Regions from separate parts of the Mus musculus genome. Here all the other regions are linked to region 1. Evidence: chromatin contacts called from public promoter capture Hi-C data. All regions are on one chromosome and are shown on one strand. Each heading gives the region's core, a stretch centred on a gene start, on an enhancer-like site or on the middle of the called end of the contact. The rest is flanking DNA. Distances are from core to core; before and after follow the strand shown. Region 1 holds the start of Oxa1l (oxidase assembly 1-like). Region 2 holds the start of Hnrnpc (heterogeneous nuclear ribonucleoprotein C). Region 3 holds the start of Zfp219 (zinc finger protein 219). Region 4 holds the start of Cenpj (centromere protein J). Region 5 holds the start of Mettl17 (methyltransferase like 17). Region 6 holds the start of Arhgef40 (Rho guanine nucleotide exchange factor (GEF) 40). Region 7 holds the start of Rab2b (RAB2B, member RAS oncogene family).

Region 1 (3,739 bases), core at 146-2,645:
CTAAATGCTGGGATTAAAGGCGTGCGCCACCATGCCAGGCAAATTTAATTTTTTTGTTGTTTTGTTTTTTGTTTTTAGAGACAGGGTTTCTCTGTGTAGCCCTGGCTGTCCTGGAACTCACTTTGTAGACCAGGCTGGCCTCGAACTCAGAAATCCACCTGCCTCTGCCTCTCAAGTGCTGGGACTAAAGGCGTGCGCCACCAACCGCCAGGCTTAATTTTTTTTTATCTTGTGTGTGTGATGTATGTAGGCATGCATGCCACAGCATGTGTGGAAGTCAGAGATGAACTTTGTGTGGCGCCTTCTTCCTTCATTATTTATTTATTTATTTTTTTTCATTTTTGAGACAAGGTCACACTACACAGCTCTATGTTGACCAGGCTGGTTTTGAATTCAGAGATCTATCCATCTCTGCCTCCCAAGTGCTGGGGTTACTAGGATTGTGCCACAACCTGCTCCACCTTTACTTGGGTTCCAGGGTTGGCACTCGGTTTACCAGGGTTGCAATAGCAAGAGCTTTTGTACAGCAGGGTCATTTTGCCTGCCCTACAAATTTCTCAGCACTTTTAGGCATTTCCTCACTGAGTTGCCTGAGATGAGAATCTACTTCTACTCCAAACAGGTTAATATTAGGAGGAACTTAGGAGGAGTGTGAGAACTCTGCTACACATTCACTGTCTCCCGCAAAACAAAACAAACAAAACAACACAGAACCAAAAGAAAGGGGCCAAGAAGTCGTGCTCCTTTCCTCAGCGGGAACCTCTTACCTGGGCTTCTGCAAAGAGGGTGGCAGATGTACTGATGCAGCGAGGAGTGAAGACGGCGAGAAGAGCACAGGGTGGCCGCCCGTTACCCCGGCGGGCTGCGAGGAGCTCGGCGGCCAGCGGTCTCAGGGACACTGCGACGCTATGGTACTGACCATGTGAAAGGAAGGGAAGGCCTTGAGTCCCAGCCGACCCGCCTCTCCCGCAGACAGCCTGCGGTTGCAGCAGTGGGGCGCTGCAACTCTGCTCGCACAGACTACAGGCCCCGAAGCCATGCACTGGAGCGTGCAGGGTGCAGCTCCGGTTAGGGTCTCCCGCATCCTGTTACCGAAGCCCGGGGACGGGGCCCAGAGGTCACGGCTCAGGGTCGCAGGCAGTTTCCAAACAGCTACAGAGAAACCAGGCCACCAACCCCGGGACGTAACCCGGTGGTGCCCTCACGCGACCGGAGGTCATGACTCGCAGGTCGCAGTGACCAGGTCAGCATCTGCTCGTGACCTCAGCTCAGGTGACAAGGACAAGGCAGCATCCCCGCGCTTTGGACGGAACCTTACCGAACGCTGGGGTCGTAGGAGTCGCAGAAGCTGCCAGCGACCGCACACTAAATTCCTCGCCATCTTGCCGGGAAGAGGGAACTTACTCTCGCGCACGCGCACTCAGAACTTTGACGCTGCGGGGGAGGCCATTTTGGAAATGGGCAGGCAGTCAGACCTGACGTCACAGATCAGGTAGTGAGGGAGAATGAAGACAGGCGATGGTATTTGAAGTGGTTTAAAAAAGTCAAGATTCCGCAGAGATTGAAACTAAGAGACAGAGGCAGGCGGATTTCTGAGTTCGAGGCCAGCTTGGTCTACAAAGTGAGTTCCAGGACAACAGCCAGGACTATACAGAGAAACCCTGTCTCGAAAATCAAAAAAAAAAAAAAAAAAAAAAAAAAAAAAGAAAAGAAACTAAGAGACAGGATGCGCTGTTAAGTGGCAGTGTAAACATAGCATATTTCCTGTTTTCCCTTCCATTTCCCAAACTGTAATTGTTCCCTGGGTTAAAATAATTCTTGGATTAAAAATGGCCTTTACTCTTGGAATAGTGCCTCAAATCTATAATCCCAGCATTTGGGAGGCGGAGGCAGGAGGATTGCCTAAAATTCGAGGTGAATCTTGGTTACCTATTGTGTTTAAGGCTAGCCAGGACTGCAGAGAGACCCTGCCTGTCACAAGAAGATAATGAATAAACAAAATCTCAAACTAGAATTAACCCCACAAACAGGCAAACCAGAAAGGCGAAAACAATAGCTTTTACATCTGTGCTTGGCGTGGGTTTTTTCTTACTGCAAGGTAATATTGTAATTACAGATCCAATGAAATTTGAAAGTAGCCTGGAATCTGACAAAGCTATAGGGAAGGCAGTTTCCGGGAAATAACCGAGGAAACTAAAGATGAAAGTTGAACTTGATGTCTTGGATCTGTTGTCTCAAGATTGTTACTATCTATTTGTAGATTTTGTTGTGTATTTTTTGAAACTAAAAGCTTCCCTAAAGCATAAATTGAAATAAGGTGGGTATGGTGCTGCACGCCTGTGATCCCAGCACTGAAGAGGAAGCTGACTCAGGTAAGTGGTGAGTTCAAGGCCAGCCAGGGTTAAAAATGGAGACCTTATCTTAAAAAAAAAAAGTAATGTGAAAAATAAATTACTGCTCAGGAAGGAGGGGGTTGATCACATATACTTCTTCATATGCTACTAGATACTTTGGAGGAATAAAAACTTATTTATTTCATAGATGTCGTGTGTTGTATGAGTGTACATTCTCGGAGGCCAGAAGAGGGATGGAGTTAGAGGTGTTTGTTGCATAAGTGTTGGGATCTGAACTCTGGTATTCACCATGGTGCAGCAAATAGTCTTAACCGCTGAGCCATATCCAACCCCGAAATTTGCGACTTTTATTTTGGAGAGAGAGAGAGAGAGAGAGAGAGAGAGAGAGAGAGAGAGAGAGTGTGTGTGTGTGTGTGTGTGTGTGCGTGCACATATTCTTATGTATGTACATAGCAGCTCACAACCACATACACCTCCAGTTCCAAGAGTTCTGACACCTTTGTCTGTCTCTATGGATACTAGGCAAGTGTGTGGTACAAATACATATAAGCAAGCACAACACTCATATATGCATGCCTAAATGTCTGTCTGTCTATCTATCTATCTATCTATCTATCTATCTATCTATCTATCTATCTATCTATCTATCATCTATTGTCAGATGTGGTGGGAACAGGCCTTTAATATCAGCATTCAAAAGGCAGAGACAGATGTCTTTCTGTGAGTTTGAGACCAGCCTGGTCTACACAGTGAGTTCTAGGACAGCAAGGACTGCATAAAGAAAGTCTGTCTCAACAAACAAGCAAAGCAAAAATCAAACAAAAATCTTGGAAAATTTTATCTTTTTTGTTTAGGCAAAATTAAATATTACTTTAAGGAAGACAATACACGCTAACAATTTCAACAATGTAATAGTCACATTATTTAATATCTGATAAAATTTAATAAGCATGATGTTCAATAAAAAATGAACAGAGCTAAAAAAAAAAAATCAGGGCTGGAGAGATGGTTCAGTTAACCTGAGTGTGATTCCTCACACTCATACAGTGGGCTCAAAACAGTCTCTATTTCCAAATCCAAGAGATTTGATGCTCTCTGCTAGTTCATCGGGTATCAGGCACTCCACATAGTGCACAGACATACATGAGGGCAAACACTCATACACATAAAATAAAAATAAATGATTTTTAAAAATATGAAATATCAGCCAGGTAGTGGTGACATACACCTTCAATCCCAGCACTACAGAGGCAGAGGCAGGAAGATCTCTGTGAGTTCAAGGCCAGCCTGGTATACAGAGTGAGTTCCAGGACAGTCAAGGTTACACAGAGAAACTCTGTCTGGAAAAACAAAAACAAAACAAAATGGGGAAAAAATCTGAAATA
Region 2 (3,730 bases), core at 519-3,018, 2.3 Mb after region 1:
AGAGAGGGAGAGAGAGAGAGAGAGAGGGAGAGAGAGAGAGAGAGAGAGAGAGAGAGAGAGAGAGAGAGAGAGAGAGAGAGAGAGAGAGAGAGAAATAGAAGCTTTCCCTAACAGCAACACACAGATCTCCACTCTTTCTCTATTTGTCTCTTACTTTGTTGTACTGGGGATTGGACTAAGGACCTTGGGTGTGTTAAGCAAGCTCCCGATCACTGAGTCTTGTTTAATTTGTAAAAAGAGTCCTGTGTATGATGTGTGTGCCTGGTGCCCAGAGGCCAGAGGAGGGTGTTGGAACCTCCAGGAACTGGAGTTATACGATGAGCCCTTTTGTGGGTGCTGTAAATTGAACCTCTGTCTTTTGGAAGAGCAGCAGTTGTTGTTAACTGCTAAGCCATCTTTCTGGCTCCCCAATTATCTGTCTGTCTGTCTGTCTGTCAATCTACCTACCTACTTATATTTATTGTTTTTTCAAGATAGAGTTTCACTCTATAGCTCTAGCTGTCCTGAAACTTGACCAGGCTGGCTTGCACTTGAAACACTACCTAGCCCAAACTTTTCTTTTTAAAAATAAGATGTAAAATTGGGAACACATAAACTCGTTGGACTGGTTTACATAAAATAAATCTTTTGAAAATGACAAAGGCTAGGCAGGAGAGATGGCTCAGAGGTTAAGAGGACTGACTGCTCTTCCAAAGGTCCTGATCGTAACCACATGGTGGCTCACAACCATCTGTAGTGGGATCGGATGCCCTCTTCTGGTGTGTCTGAAGACAGCTACAGTGTACTCATATAAAAACAGTAAATAAATCTTTTTCTTAAAAAAAAAAAAAAAAGAAAAAAAAGGAAAGAAAGAAAAAGGCAAAGGTTTAAAGATCTAAAGATTAAAAAAAATCAGGAAATTTTTCTGGGATACAATCTCCTTTTCTCCGTAAGCTATATATACATTTCAGTGTATTTAATGTTCCTACAGTATAACCAGAGCTTTAGTGGCAGACCAAACCTGAGGGGATTAAGTAGTCTATTCTAGAAAGTGGGAAATTGAGGTGGCTGGCCATTGGGTTTGCAGACTGTGTGGCGACTTGGGACAAGGAAGCGGGTTTATAGGAGGTCGGGTAATTGCTCCTGCAGGAGAGAACTACAGAACCCAGTTGGTTTGGAGGGGGAGCTGTTCACTGAGAAGGCCATGTCCTCCCAACAGCTTATAGAATCTGGCAGAAAGAAGGGATCTGAATTTGATAATAACTGCAGAGCTAGTAGACGGCCTAGAGATAACTCTCCTCCCTTCTCAGAAGCTTGTTTGCGTTTCCCTTTTCCTAGGCCTGGGGCTAGGGCAGGCCGTTTGCACCCGCTACCAGACTCCACCCAGGCTCTCCCACCCCCGCGCCGCGGAAATGCGGTGATCTGGCCGGACCTGGGAGCTCTCAGAAGCACTGATAGGACGATGCGGCCGTCAGTCAGATCCGCCGGATACCCGGATGAGAAGCTGTGCGCGATACAAAGGCGAAAATTCCACCCAGCTTTCCGTCTGGTACATTGACCAATAACCATCCGTCAGTCACTAAGTGGCATGAAGCTGAACCAATTACTAACTAGCCTCTGTTACGCATGTGGAAATTCTCGCAATTAGCCCAACCCACCTCGGATTATGATTGGACGGAATTGTGAGGAGCGGTAGCGCTCGCTAATTAGGAGCGGGAGCGAGAAAAGTCACAGCCAATAGGAACGCCTCCAGGAACGAGGCGGGGGCTGGACTTTCGCCTCGGCGGCAGAGGAGCTCGGGGGCCATTTTGTGAGGAGACGGAGAGCGAACGGTCGTGTGGTTCTTCGCTGTTGTAGCTCCGGCGTCTCGGCGTAGACTCGCAGTAGGAGAGGCGGTCTCTTCTCTCTCTCCTTCCTTTTGGTAAGCGAAGGGGGCGAGTGCAGGGGAGGCCCTGGGCTGCTGGGCCCCGCCAGCGTGTGTAAGGGGGAAACCGGCCTCGCGGCAGAAGCCGAGGCCGCGTTTGTTCCCGTGCGGTGGGGACTTGGGTCTCATGCGGGAGGCAACAGGGCCTCGGCCTTGGCGCGGAGTCAACCTAGTGACCTCCAGGCCACGGTGCGTACGAAAATACCCTGTCTGCGCGCTCGGGTTTAACGGCTACTTTGATTTTCTTTGCCCATCAGGGATTCCAAGGGGGGACCAAGAAAGCGAAGAACGAAATGCTTGTTGATGTAATTGTCGGGGATATCTTACGGATTCCGTTATCACTTCCGAAGATAGACGCTGGGTGGGGGTAGGGGAGCGATAACATGGTGGTGTCGGACTGGAAGCTTCTAAATTCCAGGCTGGCTACATGGCATCTGAACGGCGTTTTAACAATAGGTTGAGTAATCATTACTTTTTTCCTCTAGGGGTAAAATGGTTAAAAGTCGGAGTGCTTGTGTTTGTAAAGGGAAGTGCGGAAGATTAATTTTAATTGGAATAATTACAGCTCACATTTTATCTGCAGGTTACAAATCATAAGTTAGTGGAACTTGAGGTAGGTACTACTGTCATAGAGAGAATTGAGCCTTAGAAGCGGTTGACAGGATCGTACTAGACAGGTCAAGTATTTTCACTGAGTTTCTAGGTGGTGCGCGCCTTTAATCCCAGCACTTGGGAGGCAGAGACAGGCAGATCTCTTTGAGTTCTAGGACTGCCCAGGATACACAGAGAAACTCTGTTTCGTAAATAAATAAATAGGGGGAAAGGCTTATTTTTGGGGGGAGGGGACCTGACACGGATGTTAGCAGAAAAATTTCAAGCTGGACTTGGGAACAATAATTAAAAGGCACAGCAAGGGTTTACAGCTACCTCAGTACTAGTCCTATCCCTCTAAAACTCAAAAAGGCAGTTTATAGCTATGTATGATAGTGCAGGCCAGTAATCTTTGTATTGTGGAGGCTCTGAGACAGGACCCCTTACCCATTGCAAGGCAGCCCAGGACTACATAGTAAAACCGTGCTTAAAAACAAATTAGTTTCTCTCTTGTAGGTGTTGAGTTCTTTTTTTTTTTTTTTTTTTTTTTTTTTTTGGTTTTTCAAGACAGGGTTTCTCTGTATAGCCCTGGCTGTCCTGGAACTCACTTTGTAGACCAGGCTGGCCTCGAACTCAGAAATCCGCCTGCCTCTGCCTCCCGAGTGCTGGGATTAAAGGCGTGCGCCACCACGCCCGGCTAGGTGTTGAGTTCTTTTTAATGTAGCCTAGTGTTAGTGCTTAGTATTCAGGAAGACCTGGATTCAATCCCTGGTACTAAGAGTATGGGGTTTTTGTATCATATTTAATTGGGAGTTATTTTATTAGGTAAACGTACTATAAAATTGGTATTTCACTGTGTGTGCTGGCATAGTCTTTAAGCACTAGAAAGGCAGATAACTGAATTCAAGGCTAGCCTGCTGTAGAGTGAGTTCCAGGACAGCCAGGGGTACACAGAAAAACAATTGGGGTTTAAGTCACAAAAAAAATATGGTACTAATTTTAAACTATACAAATTATACTTTAAAGCATACTTCATAGAATGTAAATGGCCTACTCTGGTAATTTGAGCACTTGGGAGATAGAGGTAGGAAGAGTTTGAGGCCATCCTTGGTCCAGCTTGGGGTATAGACCCTCTCTAAAGGAAAAAAACATTAGCCTTCTGCATGTCTTTTTTGTTTGTTGTTGTTGTTTTCCCCCCAGACAGGGTTTCTCTGTAGCTTTGGCTGTTCTGGAACT
Region 3 (3,785 bases), core at 685-3,184, 2.3 Mb after region 1:
ACAGAGAAGACTCCCTTTTGGCTTGTAGCATGCAAAAGGTAACAGACAGAGGAGGAGCCTGAAGCAATCTCCTGATTTATATGCTAATGTACCTGCCTTTCCACATTCCCTTACCAACCCCACTCCCAGCTGACCATCAAAACTCTCTTCCAGTATTGCAAAATATCCCCCCCCACCCCCACCCCCCCGCAGGCAAACTGACCTTTTCCTGGAAAGCAATGTCTAGAGGGGTAGTTTCATGTTTAACCCCTCCAACACAGGTGTGTTTCACCAGAGCTACAGAAACCGCACTGTACATCCCAACCCCCCAATTCTTCTAGTTGTTTTCTGGTTTTTCAAAACAATTGAGTTTTCCTGTGTAGCCCCAGAGGTCCTAGAGTTAGCTCTGTAGACCAGGCTGGCCTTGAACTCAGAGTGATCCTCCTGCCTCTGCCTTCTGAGAGCCAGGATTCAACCCAAATTTTTGCCATCTATTTGCATAATGCAGAACTTGACACTTCAGTCTACTGAACTATAGGCTGAATCTGACCCTTGAATTAAAAAAAACATTTTTTTTATTATTAATACTTAAAATAAGAGTGTTCTAAATTTCTGACTTCTATTCAAATCCGGAAACCATGGCACTACCGGAGCCAGAGCTGCCCACGGCAGTAGCTGGTGGAGTTGAGGACAGACATCCATTTAGCAGTGTGTACTGCTGAGTTCCCAGCAGTTCTCACTTCACAGGCAATCTAGTTCACTCACTTACACCATTATCTGCCTTCTTAGACAATTTATTTTCCACCTCTCAAGGGCCTCATCATTTTAGAGGTCTTGTGCATGACTCTATTTTCGCCATATGATTCAGTAAGATAAGCAGAAGAAGCATGGTGTAATGGCCATGCAAATGAAGTGTAGTTCAGACAGATCTTATGCGCTCAAGCAACAGAGCCAGAATCTAGGTCTCCTGACGCCTGGTCTTGTTTTTCTCCCACTAAGAATTTCACACGGAAGCTCACTGAACTAAACAAGGAGAAATAGGCATGGTTGCTAGTAGACAAATCCCAACTGCGGAGCCATTCAAGCTTCACCACAAATTTCCAACCTTTTCCTTAAATTGTTTGCTCCCCCTCATATTCTATAGTATCTTCCCCAGGAAACTGAGTGAGGCTTTACGACTTAATTTGGCCAACCAATTGTGATGGAAGTTAACATGTATCCATTTGGCGAGCAGCACTGCAGAATTCATAAACAATTCTTCACACTTAGTTCACGATGTAGTGGGGGAGGCAAACTTATGGTGACACAGTAGGGTCTTCATACAGTAAGGCTCAGTCAAGCATGGTGAGTGGCACGTGCCTTTAACTCCAGCACTTACAGGCATGTGGATCAAGGTCTACATGGCAAGTTCCAGGCAGGCAAAGATACATGTGAGACCCTGCCTTTTAGAAAAGAAAAGAAAAGAAAAGAAAAGAAAAGAAAAGAAAAGAAAAGGAAAGAAAAGAAAAGGAAAAAAAATTGAGCCTCCAGCATCTTAGGATCTTAATAATTTACAATGAACAAAGGCCCTTGTCGGTTATTCTGGACACAAAGTAATGAGAAATAAAACCAGAGGTTTTGGCCCTGAGTGTTCAGCATTGTTAAGAGACCCATTTATACGGTCCTTGAGTTTCTCTTAAGATGCAGAATGCAATATCCAGGTTTCCGATTACCGCGGTAAAAGCTGGAAGACAGCTAATTGCTGTTTTCTCTTTATAGTTTCTTTGGCCACTACGTCCTGACTTTGAAGAAAAATATTCTTTTCTCAGAGCCCTTCACTATCCCTGCAGTTTGATTGGGGGAAGAGAAAACATGGAGGAGGCCCGGATTGCGTTCTCTCCATTCCAGAGCCTGATCCCAGATCTGTCTCCACCCACTAATACTCACACGTAACTTTGTCATAGGGCGACTATTACCACTCCCAAGGTGTCACAAACAGAAAGGATCTGCAGCTGGCGCCACTGCAATGTCAAGGCAAGCCAGCCAGGCTGCGCTCTAGCCTCACTGGTACCTGGGCTTGCCTGAGCCCGGAGAAGCAGCATTCTCTAGGGAAAAGAAGCCTTCTCAAGTGGGAACAAAAATGAATGTGAGGCGAACACCCATCCCGGGCACTATGTGAATTTGGGGTGAGTTCTCTTAGGCCTAGTCAATCTCTACTTTTTAGCAGCTACTAAGCTGTCCCCCCTCTCCCCGGTGCTATTGGGATCCACCGTTTTCCTGGGCTTTCTCCGCTCCCCCAAACCAACCGAGTCTATCATCTTTGTACACTTGCAGAGGTCATAAGTGGTGTGGGCACAGTACAAAAAGAGCTTCAGCGACCGTACCGCTGCAGGGATCAAAGGCCCGCCGGGGGCGGCCGAAAGGCTGAGCCTGCGCAGTCCTGCTCCCGCCTTGGAAAGGGTGGCGGCCACGCGGGCTCGGTCCACCAGCGTGCTCGCTAGAGGCGGGAAAGTCTTAGGTCGGTACCCCCGCCTGCCCAGCCAGCCTGTCCTCTCCAGCTCCCGGCCCGGGGGGGAGGGGGCGAGGAGGGCCGGCGCCTCTGACTCATCATCTCCAACCCCCTTCTCGCGCGCGCTCCAAGTCTCAGGACTTTGAACCTGGGCACTCGCGCGAGGGGCGCGGCGGCAGCACCAGGGGAAGCGCGGCTTGGCCCGGCGCCGACCCCCAGCCTTTGTCAGTACCGGCAGCTGCGGGCACGAGGGCTAGAGACCCGCAGCCGGTGGCGGTGACCTGGCCGCGGTGGCGGCGCCTCTGTGCGCGACGGCCCTCCCGGCGCCTCCCCGCACGCGGGGCCAGTGGTCGCGTCCGAGGAAAACTCGGCTAGGCCTTGCTCCCAGCGCCTGGCGTCACTCAGCAGATGCACAGCGCCCCCGCCGCCGAGGGAAGGCTCTTTATTTTGCAGTAGGTCACGGGGTAGCGGGGCATCCTGGGATTTGTAGTCTCGGGTGAATTAGGCAGGACCCGGATCCAAGGGAGACCTGGAGCACAACCGACGCGGATTCTGGGTTGGCTGGTGCAGCAACCCGGCTTGGAGTGGATGGGATTGTGAAAGGTGAACAGTGAGAGGAGGCAGATGTGAAATGAAGCTGGATGGAGAGGCAGGGAGGAAGAAGTCGAAGAATGCAAGGGAGGAAGCTGCTTGACGAGGCGTGAGGTGAGGGAGGTCTCTAGTCCAGAAATTATCTCCCTCTAGTGGGGAAGAGAAGAGAAATGGGCCTGGGTTGAGGGGAAATTGAGGGCACTCTGGGCTTCAGGCACATTCTGGGGGAAGTCCAGTTATAGTCCAAGGGAGGTGCAAGACGCAGAAGTGCCTGGAGATGTCCCCCTTGGCGTAGGGGGACAGTGGCACCTGTCTTGCCCACTCACTCATCCGTCCTATTTCCTGTGCTAGCCACCACGGGACCATTCTCCAAACCAGAAACCTCCTCCATCTCAGAGAGGCCCTGAAAACAGATGCGAGCAAATTTTGGGGTCAACCAAGGGGAAACCCCGGGTAGAAGCAACCCCCTTCCAGTTTTTCCAGTCTTTCCAATAGTACATTATGGCAGCTTCCTAACGTTTATGCACGCGTGTAGCTCCAGTCATTAAATACCCAATTCTTTCACAAACATCATTAGGGAACTAACGTCCAATGCCAGAAAGCCAATCAGTTTCAGCCCTTCACTTCCCTACGGCCCTACTATGTGCTCTTAAGCCTACAGACAAGGACAGCCAGATTAAAAGTTAGCTGGAAGCTGGCTGCTTCATGCTTTCCTCCCTGTACCCCC
Region 4 (3,282 bases), core at 689-3,188, 2.2 Mb before region 1:
GGTATGTAGGTTCCAGGTGATAACTTCCATATTAAATCTTTTTTAAAGATTTATTTATTATTATATGTAAGTACACTGTAGCTGTCTTCAGACACCCCAGAAGAGGGCATCAGATCTCATTACAGATGGTTGTTGCTGGTATTTGAACTCAGGACCTTCAGAAGGGCAGTCAGTGCTCTTAACCGCTGAGCCATCTCTCCAGCCCTTTATTAAAATCTTAATAGCTACTTTAAACTTGAATGTGGAGACATGCTTTGTGGCACATACTTTGGGAAGTGAAGGCAAGAAAACTAGGAGAGAGAGAGAGAGAAAGGGAGAGAGAGAGAGAGAGAGAGAGAGAGAGAGAGAGAGAAAGGATGAGTGTGATAAAATTTGTTTATTCAGACAACAAGCAATGTGGCATAACATACTATACCAAATAAAATGTAGGCAGAAATAGTAGAGAATATTGTGATTATTGTCAAAGACACACATTTTAAGAAAATGATTTTTGGGCATGGTTTCAGGCCAAAAGAAGACCATTTGAACCCTCATTCAGCATCTTAAGTTATTAATTTACTGACTAATCAGCTTAGGGCAGTGGATGGAACTCAGCCTCTGGTACAGCAGGCAAGGTCTTTGCTACCCACTGAGCTCCATTCTCTTGTCAACATTTTAGGTGTGTGATCTTGGTAGTTTTGAACTTTGGCTTTTTCATCTATGATGTAACCTAACAAAACAAAGCAAAACAAAAACTTTTCCCGTCTCCATGTTTGAGGTGTCTGTACAAAATTTTAATTATCTTTAATAATATTGATTTATTTGAACTAATTAGTATAAAGGGCAATTCTTCTTGATGACCTTTTTATATAGAATCTCATGTTAACATACTGGCCTCTAACTTACTCTATATTGGAGGGTGACCTTGAATTTCTGATTCACCTTCCCCACCTGAGAGACTGGTCACCAATTTTGGATTATACAGTGCTGAGGATAGAACATACTAGGCAAGCATTTGATCAACCGGAGAAGAGAAAATGGGATGGCCTAGTGGTTATGGGCATTTGCTGTTCTCTCTCCCAAGATTGGGTTCAGTTTCCAGCTCCTACATGGTAGCTCACAAACATCTGTAGCTCTAGTTCCATGGGATCATGGGATCAGATGGCCCCTATGACCTCTACAGGCACCAGACACACGTCAGGGCACATACTAACATGAAGGCAAAATATGCTTGCACATAAAGTAAAAATAAAATAGTAAAATTATATATTTAAAAAACAGATGTTAGTTTACAATATTGTTCAAACCTAGTCTAAAAACTGTGGTAGCTTGAAGTGTTGTAGCATCCTAGATTAAAGGGTCATGTCTGTATTTTGGAACCCCTCTGGTGGCAAAACAAATAAACAGTGAAATCTGCGCTCAACATTCCATATATAATTTTAATATCTGCACTTTCAATATTCCATATAATTTAAACACTGAATGCACACACTTTGTGCAGCCATCGACTAGCCACATAATAGATGATTATTTCCGGAGTAAATTTTTCCACGGTTATCTTCACTTATTCGTCCTACCAATGTCACTTTTTTGTTTTAAACAGGTCTTTATTAAATCAAACCCATTCAAAGAGAAAAGCGAAGACGACGAAACTCTCCCAAACCTGTCGTCTTTTAGATTCGGTTTGAATCTCTGTGTTCCTGGCACAATGGAGTACGCTCTCTGTTACCGCAGGGGTCAGATCTCAATCGGTTGACTTCAGAACAACAGCTGTTGACCAGTGCCCGCCGCAAAAGAGCGCGCATAGAGCATCCCCTAGCAACGTTTATGGCGGTGTTGCTGGGAGTTGTAGTTTGCATGTGTCCGAGGCGCCTGCGCGCAAGCTCACACGGACTGTAGGAACTACATTTCCCAGGAGTCACTGGACCAGAGTTGGGCGGGGCCGGTCCAGGAGGCGGGGCTCTGGCTGCAGCGATGGTTGTGGCGGCTCATTCGTAAATGCCGGGCCAGCTAAGTGGTGACTATCGCTGGTCGGAGCGGTCTGAACAGCTGTTTCTTCGAAGAACGGTAACTGATGGGCGGAAGGAGCGGAGAAGCCCGTCCGCCGCCCGGTTCCTGAGAGGCCAGCTTGGGCTTTGGGGCTGGCATGGCGCGGAGGGCTTGGCGCCCGCGGGCGGCGGTGGTTCCGGGGCTTAAGCCCGCTTTGTTCTTCCGAGCACCCGGGGGATCGGTCCTCAAGGGGGTCGGCCGGGGTGCGTGTTTCTGTTCCGGGCGACACGCTCGCCGGGCCGGGTGCAGTGGCGCCGCTTGCAGTCTTTCAGGAGGCCTTATCTCGGCTTCTCCAAAAGCTTTGTTGCTTTCAAGAAGAGTTGTGTTTCAGGGGAGGCGGACCTGTCAGCTGAAAGTTTTCAGGGTCTGAATTGTCTCCTCGTATCTTCCTCAATCAAGGTCTGAATTGTCTCCTCGTAACTTCCTCCTTCTCCAGTGCAGATAATTTATGTTTTGAACAGAAAGATGTCAAAGCTTTCAATTAGTCGATTTTTTTTTAAAGGCAGCTTTACGTACAATTAACTTACGGTAATGACTACAACTTCATAAGCAGGTGGTGTTGTACCTCAGATTTTAATATCTGAGTTTACATAACATACTGTCCTAGACAGTCTATTATTTGTAGTTTACCTAGGCCTTCGTATAAGTAATAAAAAACAAATTTAGGGGAAAATTTTTGGCGTTCTTTAGACAAGGGCTTGTTATGTAGCCCAAGCTAGCCTTCCACCTCAAACACTGTATTATAGGTGTGTATCATCAATACCCAACTGTGAATCAGTATTTCAATACTTAAAACTGGCAGTACGTATAGTTTTAGGACCACAGTAATGGACTTGTAGCAAAGGTATGGAAGTTTTAGTGCTTTTTAAAAAAAGGTGTGTGTGTGTGTGTGTGTGTGTGTGTGTGTGTGTGTGTGTGAAGACGATGTTAAGATGCTGCCCTAAACCATTATTACACTTTGCTCAGTCTAACAGGGAATTGTTGACGATTTTCACATTACAGAGTGACTTTCTTTGCAGCTTGTTTACTGTCTAAATTAAGATTTATTTAGTTTTAAGATTACCTTTTACAAATATTGTTGTGTACATGATATGTGTTGGATTTCATGCATGTTCTGCATGTGTGGAGGGCAGGGGACAACTTTGTAGAGTCAGTGTCTCCTTTCACCTTTATGTGGGTTCCGGGACCAGCTCTGATCGCCAGGCGTGTACAGTTTGCACTTTACCCACTGTGAGCCATCTCTCCAGCTCTGGG
Region 5 (3,357 bases), core at 476-2,975, 2.5 Mb after region 1:
GTGCATATAGGTCCGAGTCAGTTCTCACCTTCACCCATTTGGTAGAAGGTCATCAGGTTTGGTGGTGAGTGCTTTTTTACTCTGTACCATCTCTCCTGTCCATGTGATAAAAATAAAAGCCAGGATAAGGGCACTTTTATAGACTTTTTCACTCTCTGACACTTAGGAGTGAGACATCTTCAATATTACCATAGAAAGGGGCTTGAAAATCCAAGTCTCCGGACTGTGTGGAGCTCTGTACCACTGGGCAAATTTCTACAAACACCTACAGTAGTGGCTTGAATGACAATGGCCCCATTTGCTCCCCAATGGCTCATCCGCTGGAATGCTTGGTCACCAGGGAGTAGCACTACGTGAAAGGATTAGGAGGTGGGCTTTGAGGTTTCAAAAGGCCATGAGAAGCCCAGAGTCTCGCTCTGTTCCTGCAGTTCCCGATGCAGATGCAGAACTCTCAGCTATTTCTTCAGCACCATGCCTGCCTGCATGCTGTCATGCTGACAACCGACTAAACCTCTGAAACTGTAAGCCAGCCCCAGTTAAAAGCTCTCTTTTCTAAGAGTTGCCGTGATTATGGTATCTCTTCAACAATAGAACACTAAGACACTACCCTGAACCAGGTACTGTGGGACGTGCAGGGAATACAAGAATAAAAGGCAAATTTACAATATGAAGTCCATAGTCTTAAAAATAATCTGAAATGTAATAATTTTCTATCCGAGGTGGGGTTTCGTGTTTACTGAACTGCCTGCCATATGGCCTTTACTTACCTGAATCAAAATATAGTCATAATCTCTTTGACTTGCAGCGGTGGAGGGGAAATTTTTTATAAAAAAACCCGAAAGACCAAAACTTCTGACCTTTACCCAATCTCCAAGGGCAACCTCTGGCCCAACCTACCTTCTTAGCAGGGCATCATCTAGTAGGGCTGTTACTACAGCATCAAATGAGAAACAGCAGTATTTATCTGAGAGATTTAAATTATTCTTTGATCCTAATTTCTCGTTGACATTTTAATCTGGTTTGCCTTTTAGTTTTAAGCCCTACCTTGTTTTTCCAGGAATTTTTTCTCAAGATACGCAGCCCGTCTTTGCAACTCCTCCGGCTCTACAGGTAAATGTCGGCTCCAGAGATAGTTGGTGAGTGCTTGCACCTGCTTCTCTACACTGCGCATGGGTCTCTCTGTGGTCACAGATGGAAAGGGTCATCGCTGCGTGCTGGCCTCGTTTGGTTTTATCTGGCTTCCCCTTCCCGCAGTTTCTCACCAAAAAGCATTAACTGTGCGGCGTCAGCCAGTGCTTGCGGCAGCTGGACGTGCGGAAGATGCAGGATGCCGGGATGCTTTCGATGGGGCTTCTTCCCCAGGAAATCCGACCCGTTGTCTACCTGGGACACACCGGGCACAAGGGCGGCGTATGCCTGCAGACAGCGAAAGAAACAGAATGGTTGCAGGTGCTTGCTGCCCGAGGCATCGCCGAGGTCGCTCCTCCTCCGAGAGATGTCTCTGGAAACCCAGTTCTCCGCCAGCAGAGGAAGATGCACTTACTCGGGACTGGGGTCCTCGAAGGCTGCGGCAGGATCTGCAGAACAGCAGCAGAAATCTCGGTGTCCTGGCGGTGGCCATGGCTTCAGGACACACCGGAAACGGAAGTACACATGCCTGTAACCCTCAGCCCAAGCAGCTAAGAGCATCTTCCGTGGAACTTCGACCCGGACGGTATCAACTAATGAGAAGAGGGAGTATTTGCTAACAGCCAATAAGCGACCTTATGTACCTTATGTACGTCTCTGCGAAGAAGGCCGTTCGTGGGAGGGGCTTAGCCTTCAGAAGGGGCGTGGTCTCAATGCTGAGCGTGGCTGCGGGCGAGACCAACCCGGCTTGGGCGTGTTTTGTGATGGGGAGGGATCAGTCTCACGGGTTAGGGGGGGCTAGTGGGGTAGGAGGGAGAGGGGTTGGGGGAGTAGGGAGATGGGGGCGGCGTGGAGGGGGAAGCAGTCTCACTGGGGTGGGGAGATAGAAGGGGACGTGGGGGGGTGGTAGGGAGTGGGACTTGGGAGGACAGAGGCGGGGGCAGGGCTGGGCGGGGGTGGGGGCAGGAGTGGGGCTGAGAGTGGGGTAGGCAGGTGAAAAGGAAAGTGTGGACTTTCTTTGTTTTCATTTGGTGCTGTAGAATTCTGAACCGTGGCTAGTTTCCCTTTGTGAGACGGGACAAGACCATAACAAAAATCAGATTTAGGCAGTCAACGATGAGCGCTAATAACTATTACAGTTTGCAAATTAATAAATATAAAAATTAGCTTACTTTTTTTTCACATTTGTTGTCTGCGAGTTTGCTCCAGGTTTTCTATCAAGAGCTTCCCACGTAGCACACCGAATTCCCGCCATCTTATTTCCACAAACATCTGTTGCTAACTTAATTTTTCACGTGGTTAATTTACCCAAGTTCATGAACTTAATAGGTGATAGCTGAATTAAGTGCTAGGGAGTCGAAAGTCAGAGTTACATTTTTAAACAATGCACCGTACTGGGTATTGTTGGTCCTTGAAATGCAAATGGAGAATTTTAAGCTAAATGTTCGAAGGGTTAATCAGTGTGTGTGTGGGGAAACAACAACAACAACAACAAAACCCCCCAAAACCTGGGGCTGGAGAGATGGCTCAGCGGTTAAGAGCACTGATTGCTCTTCTAGAGGTTCTGAGTTTAAATCCTAGCAATCACATGGTGGCTCACAACCATCTGTAAGGGGATTTGATGCCCTCTTCTGGCCTGTGGATGTATATGCAGCAGAGCACTCATACATCTTTAAAAAAAAAAAAAAAAAAGACTCATGGACCTGTAAATTCTTGGGTCCCGGCAGCAGTACTTTACCCAGCTGTGGTTTCCTCTTTAGCCTCTTGGGGGCAGAAGTTAGCTGACAGGACGAAGAGTACTCTATAGTCTTCAGTCCAATTAGAAAAGTTACAGGACCATATATGGGTATCTGTGTGAGCTGGATTCTTAGATGCTTGGTTTGTCTTATGTGGGTAGTAGAGGTTTGATTTTATCCAATGACTCTCTGGAGACTCGAGGGAGTGTGTATGTACGACAGCTGTGGAAAAGGTGTTACCTACTGCAGTCTTTTGAAAGTTTGCTTCGCCCTCCCCCCTTCCTCCCCCTCCCCTCCCACTCCCGCGCGCGCGCGCACAGACACAGACACACACACACACACACACACACACACACACACACACACACACACACACACACACACACACACACACACACACATAGAGCCCTGGTTGGCTGGCCTGGAACTCAATATGTAGATCCACCAACCTCTGTCACTCAAGTGGTTAGTTTGAAGGCCTGTGCCACCAATG
Region 6 (3,780 bases), core at 604-3,103, 2.4 Mb after region 1:
ATAACCTGTCTCAAAGACTAAGTCGTGTCCCGTACTGACCAACTCCCTAAGTGAATCATTCATTGGGCTACGTTTCTTCACTCACTTCCTAAACAACAACTCTGGGGTCTACTTCTTTGCATGTCCATATCTCTCTCAAGATGGCTTTTTAAGTTCCGTTTATCAGATGTCTTTGCTGTAAATGAGGAAAGTATTTTGCAGTATTTATTTCTCTACCTCTCTTTGCATTTACTAGCTCTCTACCCATTGCAGACGGTTCTGCTTCCACCCCAAGACAAAAATTACTTATTTTACTCTGAAATCTCTCCAGCCAGAGTTGCTTAATCCCGGCTGTTTGGGAAGATTAGGGTATTCAGACACCCCAGAGACCAGCATTCTGTGTTATCAGAGCCCAAACTTGGCTCCAAGGTGTGGGCGAGCAGACAGACCCTCAGTGTTCTCAGGACTGTGTACGTGGGTGGGAAGAAGGGTAGGGGTGAGGTTGGGTGGGCCCGAGCTCCGAAGTTAGGATCCGGGGAGCTACTGCTTGAGCAGCGAAGCAGCTGCAACCCATTAGGGGCGGTGAGCTCATGGCTGAACAAGAGTCGCAGCCACAGGAAACGGCCTCGGCAGGAGGGGAGGAGGGGTCTGGAGCAGGCGGAGGTGGGCAGGAGCCCAAGACACCAGGCCTCTGGTCGGCTGGGACCAAACGACGGGCGAGACTGAGTCAGCGCTCACTGGCCTAGTTCCTGTCTTGCTCCAACCCTCTGAGCAGGGTGATGCTTCCCAGACTCTCCGTAGACATTGCCCTGGCAGGGCCTCTCCCCCTCCTCCACTCTGCAATGAGCATTATAGGCTGCACCCGCCTGGGCAGTGGGCGCTCTCCCCGTAGTACTTCATAGTACTTCTGGCCGGAAAGTTCCGGGCTTAGTGTTCACTCTGGTTGACATGGGCTTCTGGTACCCTGAGCTGCTGCTCTCCGAGCCTCTGCTCTACAGGATTCCATCCAGATCCCTCCCTGCAGCGACAGTGCTCTGAGGCAGGCACTGTCAGGAACAGCTCAGTTCCCTGCAGCTGCATGAACCTCGGGGAACTTTGTCCCAAAAACTATGGTTTTGGCTCTGGCAACGTCACGCCCATTGGTACTGCGGAACACCCCCTACCCACCCCCAAACAGCCCCCTTTCTGTGAGGGAATTTCCCTTTGGACATGCCCTTTGGCCCTGGCCCAGCCACAGCTGTGGCTAGTCCCTCAGGGCCGGATGGGTGGGCCCATCTCACCGGGTTTGGGGACTGGGATGGAAAATGGTGGTTCCAGGCAGGTCAGTTCTCATGACCCAGGACAGTGCCCTTTCAAGGGCTGCCGCCAGACCAACTCGCAGAGGGTCTCCAGGAGTGAAAAACTGAGATAGGGAGGGGGAGGGAAAACTCAGCAAAAGAAGACTGGGTAGGACCAAAAAGACCGGGGGTGGGATGTGTGCAAAGACCATCGAAGGATGGGGAGGTGGCACAGAAGAAAGAAAGGGTCATGGCAATACTCGGTAGGGACTGAGCAGGCAGCAGGACCGCAGATCGAAGAAAAGAAGGGGGGATGGGAGGGTGGAGAGTCTCCGAAGCGCCAAGGAGCGCTAAGCGGGCACAAGAGGCACGGGGCTGGGGGCCCGGAGCGGGCTGCGCGAAGGCCGAGGGGACACCGGGGTGCTTCGCGGGACTCACCATGGCTCGGCGTCGGGAGGTGTCCCACTCTCCGGCGGGCGGGCGGGGCGGGTGAGCCACCGCCTCCCTCCGGGCGCTCAGTCTCGCCGGGTCTAGCTGCAGGACAACTCGCGCGGCGACCGCGGCTCTCCCCGCTCGTTCGGCAGCCCAGGCCGCGGGGGCCCCGCCAGGGAGGGCCGAGACGGCCGCCTGCACCGCCCCGCCCAGCCCGGGACCCCAGCCGAGAAGCCCCCCCAACCCTGGCCACAAGCCTCGCCTCCGCTCCCCTGGCTGTCTGCTGCCAGCCCGCCCCGCCCCCTCCGAGAACCGCCCAGCTGAGGACGCCCCGGGTTTCCCGCGTCTTCTTCGCTCTGCGGGATCAGTTCAGCCTCAGCTCGGGACCCTGCAGGGGACCCGCCTAGGTCCCAGGTTGCCCGGCGGCCAAAAGCCTTCTTCCATCTCTAGGGTCCATGACACATCTCCGGTCCGTGGCAAGGCTTGGCAAGGTCCTGGGGCCCAGGTCGATCCACAGCCTTTAGTTCCCTTTAGGTAGAGCTGAAGGCCGGGAAATTAGGGTATTCCCCCAAGCCTTGGGCGTTTGCCCGCCCTTCTTCCCCTTCCACCTTCTTGGGTCTCAAGGCTCCATGAGACTACAATGGGCTCCTGTGTGCAGCCTGGGGAGGGCGGGGGATGAGGGGAATTACGAAGTAAAGGCTTGGCATGTGGGGTGGGGGGATATGTGTCACGGCTGAGAGGCCAGGGCCCCGGGATCAGGATCCCTCTGTAGGGTCTGGGGGCGTTTGCGGAGTTGCTCCACGCTGCCTTTGCCTTTTTCTCTACCTTAGACCCCTGTTGCTCTGCGGTTAGAGAAGGGGAAGCAACAGTTCCCGGATTAGACCCCACGCTTTAGTACTGATGTCAGATCTTTCCTTCTTGTTGCAGGGCGATAGTGGCCCATATGCTAGGGCTTTTGGCAGTGACTATTATCTTACACTTCAGACAAAAGGGGCTAGGCTCCTTTAATTTTTTTTTTTTTTTGCCTCACCTACAAACTCGAGTATCACTTCTACATGGAAGTGAAGGCCGAGTGGGGTCTCTCAAAAAGGCTTGAGGAACCGCAGCACATCAAGGGGTTGCCCTGCCTGTCTCTGAGTCACAGACTGGTCCAAAAGGTGGACATTTGGGAGGCGATCTGAAAGGTACTCATTTCCCAGAGAGATCGTGAAGGTGTTGGCATTGCAGTTAGAGGGTAAAGTTTATTTAGAAGACGTGTGGTAGTGGATACAGTCGATGAGGCTTGGAGCAGGAGGAGAAGAAAGGGCCTCCATGACAGGCTCTTTTCATCTTAGGATGCTACATTCTGCCCCTTTTCCTGTGGGTCTGGAGAAGGGAGAAACTTAATTCATGGGGATGACACGAGCCCTCTGGTTCATAGGGTTAAAAAAGAATCTCAAGCAGGGAAAACCCTGTGATTAACCGGCAAGAACTGTGGAGCTATCTCCAACCTTCCAGTTAAGGTAGACTCTTCAGTCTCCTTGTTATTAATGACCAAGAGAGTGAGATTTTACTACCCCCTGGTGTCTGCCTGGTAAATACTGCCCAGCAGCAGGTTGTAGAGGCCTTCTAGGGAAGTTTTTTTTCAGAGGATTTTCTGTAAACCTTACTCATCAAATCTAGTTCACCCATTCTCGGTCTGGAACGATTGAACCTTCCCTTATTGGAACTTAAGATTCCTTATGCTCAAATCATTTGGTAGAATCCAGGGACACCCATAGCTAGGCAGTGAGATATAAACATATATCATGGGAAAAAAGATCCATTCAAAAGCTTTGAACTGGTGGCGTGAAGGAGTTTGGATTTAGGTTCTGAGATATAAGTTATCCCTTCTTACCATGAGTTTCAGTACATGGTGTGTGCTTACAGTGGTTAACAGCCCTTTCTCCGTAGGGAACTCTTACCTACCAGTGTGCATACAATGCAGTCTGAGTTGGTGTGTGCTCTTTGGTAGGTGATGTGAAGGGATAGCATAAAGCAGAGATAGAGAAGATACCAAGCTAACAGGTCCTCTCCTGCATCACAGATACTTTTCAATGTGGTTTATATATTT
Region 7 (3,449 bases), core at 419-2,918, 2.1 Mb after region 1:
AAACCAAAACAAAAAACAAAAAGCAAAAGCAACTAGCAATCACTCACTGTCAATCATCTCTCAACCATAACAATGTTCCCACAGGATAAACCGACACAACAGCAATGGATAACTACTTTTGGTGCAAACAACCGTGCAAATGAATTCACAGCACTTTGGGAGGTAGTATATAATCCTCAAAAGATGGACCAAGGCTCAAGTTCTCAAAAAAAAAATGGTAAAATTTCATACACTGCAGCTTTGACTTTCGCTTGCTCAAATAAGTTTTATGCTTTCTAATAGGAAAATCTGTCAACCAAAAGTTTTCCTGAATATCTTACAGCAGTGGCTCTCAACGTTCCTAATGCTGCATGGACCCTTTATTATGGTTCCTCATATTATGGTGACCCCCAACCATAAAATTATTTTCGCTGCTATTTCACAAATATAAGTTTGCTACTGTTATGAATCACAAAGTATCTGTTTTCCTATGGTCTTAGGTGACCCTTGTGGAAGGTCTTAGAACATCCAACAACCATTACTTCTACTTCACGCCATCTTTAAAAACCAAACCAAACCAAACCAAACCAAACCCTGTTATTATAGTCATTTGACAACTGGAATCCAAAGGTGACATAGTCAGTCTGTGATCACTGGGAAACAGGTGCACTCTACCCCCTTCTATGTTCTCTGGCAGCTATTTCTTTCCCTCTGTCGTTCTTTAGCCAAGCAAACAGATGCCACATCAGTAGGATGAACCACTTTTATCAGAAAAGACATTTCAAATAAAAGAGCCCCCTATAGAATTCAAGAAATAACAACTGTCCGAAGTTATTCCCTGCTGGATAAACAACTTTCTTTATCTCGATTTCTTTACTGAAAAAATTTTTTTTCTTTCTTGCTGTCTCCCAAGATTGTTAGTTATTTCACCCCCAACCAAAGAACAATTCCTTTCGTTCTTCCTATTCAGAACAGAAACTCCTCAAACAAGCCGTCTCTTCAACATCCTGGTTTCCTCATGACAGCCGCTTTCGGTTCTCCCCCACCCCCACCCCCTCCACAGTCCTTAGAGGAGCTCGAAGCCTCGGCCACTGTCCCCTCCAGCTCCCGCCAGCCCCCGCGCTCACCCCCACCGTCCTTCCCTAACCGCTGCCTAGGCCCTCCGGCGCCCCAGCATCAGCAGCTTTTGCTCACCTCGGCTCCTGACAGGAAAGGGTGCGAGGGCCCAGTGATCGTCAGGTAATTGTCATTTCCTCCGGGAAACTGTAAACCAAAAGAAAGCCGCGGTGGGTGAGTGAGCGGAGCAGTGGCGTGCTGAGACCCCAGCCCTCCCGAGCCCCCCTGGCTCCTCGCTGCCCTGCATTCCCGCTTCCGCTTCCCCTAGTCGGCCGCGAACCCTCATCAGCCCTCAAAGACTCGGCACCCACCTCCATCTTCACAGCACCACTACCAGCGACTCAGCGTCTCCGCGTCCGCATCGCTCCCACCGCCCCCACTAGGTTCCGAGCGCGTCACTTCCTCAAGGAGAAAGCGTCGCTCTCCGATGATTGGACCGAGTCAGGGACGCAACCAGTCTCGATCCCAGCTGCCCGAAGGGTCGCTGTCGCCCCCTGGAGCTTGGTGGGATAATGGCATGTAGAAGAGCACTGGGTGGCCCTAGAGGCGGCGTCCGGTACAGCCGATCCAGCGAAGATTTCTGGGGGAGAGCAATAGAGACGCAGCTTGAGCTAGAAGGGCTGGAGCGGAGGCAAATAAGGAGACCCGTAGATTGAGTGGCTAGAGAGGTCGGAGGTAAGTGGCTGTAGAAATCGGGAGGACCCGGAACACAGACGCCTCGGGACCATGACTTACGCTTATCTCTTCAAGTACATCATCATCGGAGACACAGGTAACCCGCCGACGGACCGCCTTCGGAGTTGGGGCGGGGATCCTACCTCCAAAATCGGCTTGGGGGCGGGGCGGGGTGAGCGGAGTTGCGCGGAGGGGGCGGGGCGAGCCCCGGGGGCGGGGCTCTGCCCCTGCCTTAGACCCTGTTCCCTGTCTGGGAGCCAGCGGCTTCCCGGGTGACGTGCGTCTAGTGAACACCGTTCTTTCGCAGGTGTGGGGAAGTCATGTCTCCTCCTTCAGTTTACCGACAAGCGGTTCCAGCCCGTGCACGACCTCACAATAGGTAAGCTATCCCCTCGTTCCAGAACAGCTAAAAGCTAGCTGCCAGAACTGCTAAAGGAGAAAGTTACAGTCTCAGTATTCTAAATAAAAAGTTACTTCTCGGCCGGGCGTGGTAGCTCGCGCCTTTAATCCCAGCACTCGGGAGGCAGGTGGATTTCAGAGTTCGAGGCCAGCCTGGTCTACAAAGTGAGTTCCAGGACATCCAGGGCTACACAGAGAAACCCTGTCTTGAAAAACCAAAAAAAGTTACTTCTCGCTACCTTGGTCTGAAATCATGGTATATGAAAAATGATAAAAGCTGGTAAGTGGAGGATAAATGATTGAAAGGTAACTTTAGAGATGGATGTAAGATACTAGTTGCCGTAGGATTTTTTTTTCTTCCAATGCAACTTGTATGTTTATGGAAAAATCCCACGGAAACATGACTGCTTATTAAACATCTCATCTGTATTTTGTTATTAACTACCAGCTTCACATGTTTTTCAACATAAACACCAACATAGGATTCTTTTAAGTCTGGAGAGGTAAAAGCCAATGTACGGACATTGCAGTTCTTCCTGCACAGACACCTCCTCTAATCTCTTCACCTTCTCTTCTTTTAGGAGCAAATAGCCTCAGATTCATTATATAACCCACACTGGACACAAACTCCCAGAGATCCTCCTGCATTAGACTCTCCCCCCCCCACCCCCTCGGGACAGGGTTTCTCTCTGTGTGGCCCTGGCTGTCCTGGAACTCACTCTGTAGGACAGGCTGGCTTCAAAAATCAGAAATCCGCCTGCCTCTGCCTCCCAAGTGCTGGGATTAAAGGCGTGCGCCACCACTCCCAGCCTCACGGACTTTCGTAATAAGTTTGTTTTTGCGCCGAGACTGGCTTTAAGCTTCCTGGGTAACCTGACCATGATTTTGACTTGATCGTCCTAAATGCTGGGATTAGATATGCACCACTATACTCAGCCTGTTTTTTAGTTTCTTACTCATTGAAATTACATTCTTATTGTTCTGAGAGAAAAAAAAAGTTGACAGTGATTTTTTTTTTCCAAAAAAATATCTTTTTGATTTTTGTTGAGGTAATAGGTATTCAGAACAGGTATTTCATATAGCACCTTAAAGTAAAAATATTTATATAGAGTATGAATTCCTCATGCTATGTACAAAATACTATTTTGAAAATAGAAAAGGGGATGAATTGTCTGCTTATGATGCAGTGGGGTTTTTGTTTTTTTGAAATATTGTCCTTGAAAGAGATGAATTTTGCCTAGAAATAGAAAAGTGTCAAAAGCTCTATCAGTTCGTCAGTT

Evidence for each region. Promoter capture Hi-C pulls out the DNA fragments that hold promoters and counts their contacts.
Region 2: a contact with region 1 is called in a promoter capture Hi-C map of pre-B cells. The contact joins the promoter of Hnrnpc here to the promoter of Oxa1l in region 1. A contact is called at or near these places in 2 of 39 promoter capture datasets (liver and pre-B cells) and 1 of 115 datasets of contacts at active chromatin or transcription factors (astrocytes).
Region 3: a promoter capture Hi-C map of liver shows a contact between it and region 1, with 7 times the contacts expected there. The contact joins the promoter of Zfp219 here to the promoter of Oxa1l in region 1. A contact is called at or near these places in 2 of 39 promoter capture datasets (hippocampal neurons and liver) and 1 of 9 other capture datasets (pancreatic islet).
Region 4: a contact with region 1 is called in a promoter capture Hi-C map of pre-B cells, with 6 times the contacts expected there. The contact joins the promoter of Cenpj here to the promoter of Oxa1l in region 1. A contact is called at or near these places in 2 of 39 promoter capture datasets (hippocampal neurons and pre-B cells).
Region 5: a contact with region 1 is called in a promoter capture Hi-C map of liver, with 6 times the contacts expected there. The contact joins the promoter of Mettl17 here to the promoter of Oxa1l in region 1.
Region 6: a promoter capture Hi-C map of liver shows a contact between it and region 1, with 8 times the contacts expected there. The contact joins the promoter of Arhgef40 here to the promoter of Oxa1l in region 1. A contact is called at or near these places in 2 of 39 promoter capture datasets (hippocampal neurons and liver).
Region 7: a contact with region 1 is called in a promoter capture Hi-C map of hippocampal neurons, with 9 times the contacts expected there. The contact joins the promoter of Rab2b here to the promoter of Oxa1l in region 1.

Annotation. Positions count from the first base shown.
Region 1 is chr14:54,358,497-54,362,235 of GRCm38.p6, reverse strand. It overlaps Oxa1l (oxidase assembly 1-like), which reads right to left and starts at 1,395. Exons shown (of 10, transcript NM_026936.3): 1 at 1,319-1,395; 2 at 768-914. The coding sequence starts at 1,381.
Region 2 is chr14:52,102,059-52,105,788 of GRCm38.p6, reverse strand. Hnrnpc (heterogeneous nuclear ribonucleoprotein C) reads left to right here and starts at 1,768. Exons shown (of 9, transcript NM_001170981.2): 1 at 1,768-1,900. It also overlaps a transcript of Rpgrip1 not described here.
Region 3 is chr14:52,018,882-52,022,666 of GRCm38.p6, reverse strand. It overlaps Zfp219 (zinc finger protein 219), which reads left to right and starts at 1,934. Exons shown (of 5, transcript NM_027248.2): 1 at 1,934-2,144. It overlaps Tmem253 (transmembrane protein 253), which reads right to left. Exons shown (of 7, transcript NM_001033805.3): 7 at 2,880-3,461. The coding sequence ends at 3,381.
Region 4 is chr14:56,570,502-56,573,783 of GRCm38.p6, reverse strand. Cenpj (centromere protein J) reads left to right here and starts at 1,938. Exons shown (of 17, transcript NM_001014996.2): 1 at 1,938-2,046.
Region 5 is chr14:51,883,210-51,886,566 of GRCm38.p6, reverse strand. It overlaps Mettl17 (methyltransferase like 17), which reads right to left and starts at 1,725. Exons shown (of 14, transcript NM_001029990.1): 1 at 1,544-1,725; 2 at 1,263-1,416; 3 at 1,045-1,179. The coding sequence starts at 1,621.
Region 6 is chr14:51,982,906-51,986,685 of GRCm38.p6, reverse strand. It overlaps Arhgef40 (Rho guanine nucleotide exchange factor (GEF) 40), which reads right to left and starts at 1,853. Exons shown (of 24, transcript NM_198249.4): 1 at 1,695-1,853. The coding sequence starts at 1,697. It overlaps Gm16617 (predicted gene, 16617), which reads left to right. Exons shown (of 3, transcript NR_045728.1): 3 at 1-297.
Region 7 is chr14:52,277,614-52,281,062 of GRCm38.p6, reverse strand. Rab2b (RAB2B, member RAS oncogene family) reads left to right here and starts at 1,668. Exons shown (of 8, transcript NM_172601.3): 1 at 1,668-1,867; 2 at 2,078-2,149. The coding sequence starts at 1,822. It overlaps Tox4 (TOX high mobility group box family member 4), which reads right to left and starts at 1,917. Exons shown (of 10, transcript NM_023434.3): 1 at 1,831-1,917; 2 at 1,407-1,675; 3 at 1,174-1,242. The coding sequence starts at 1,412.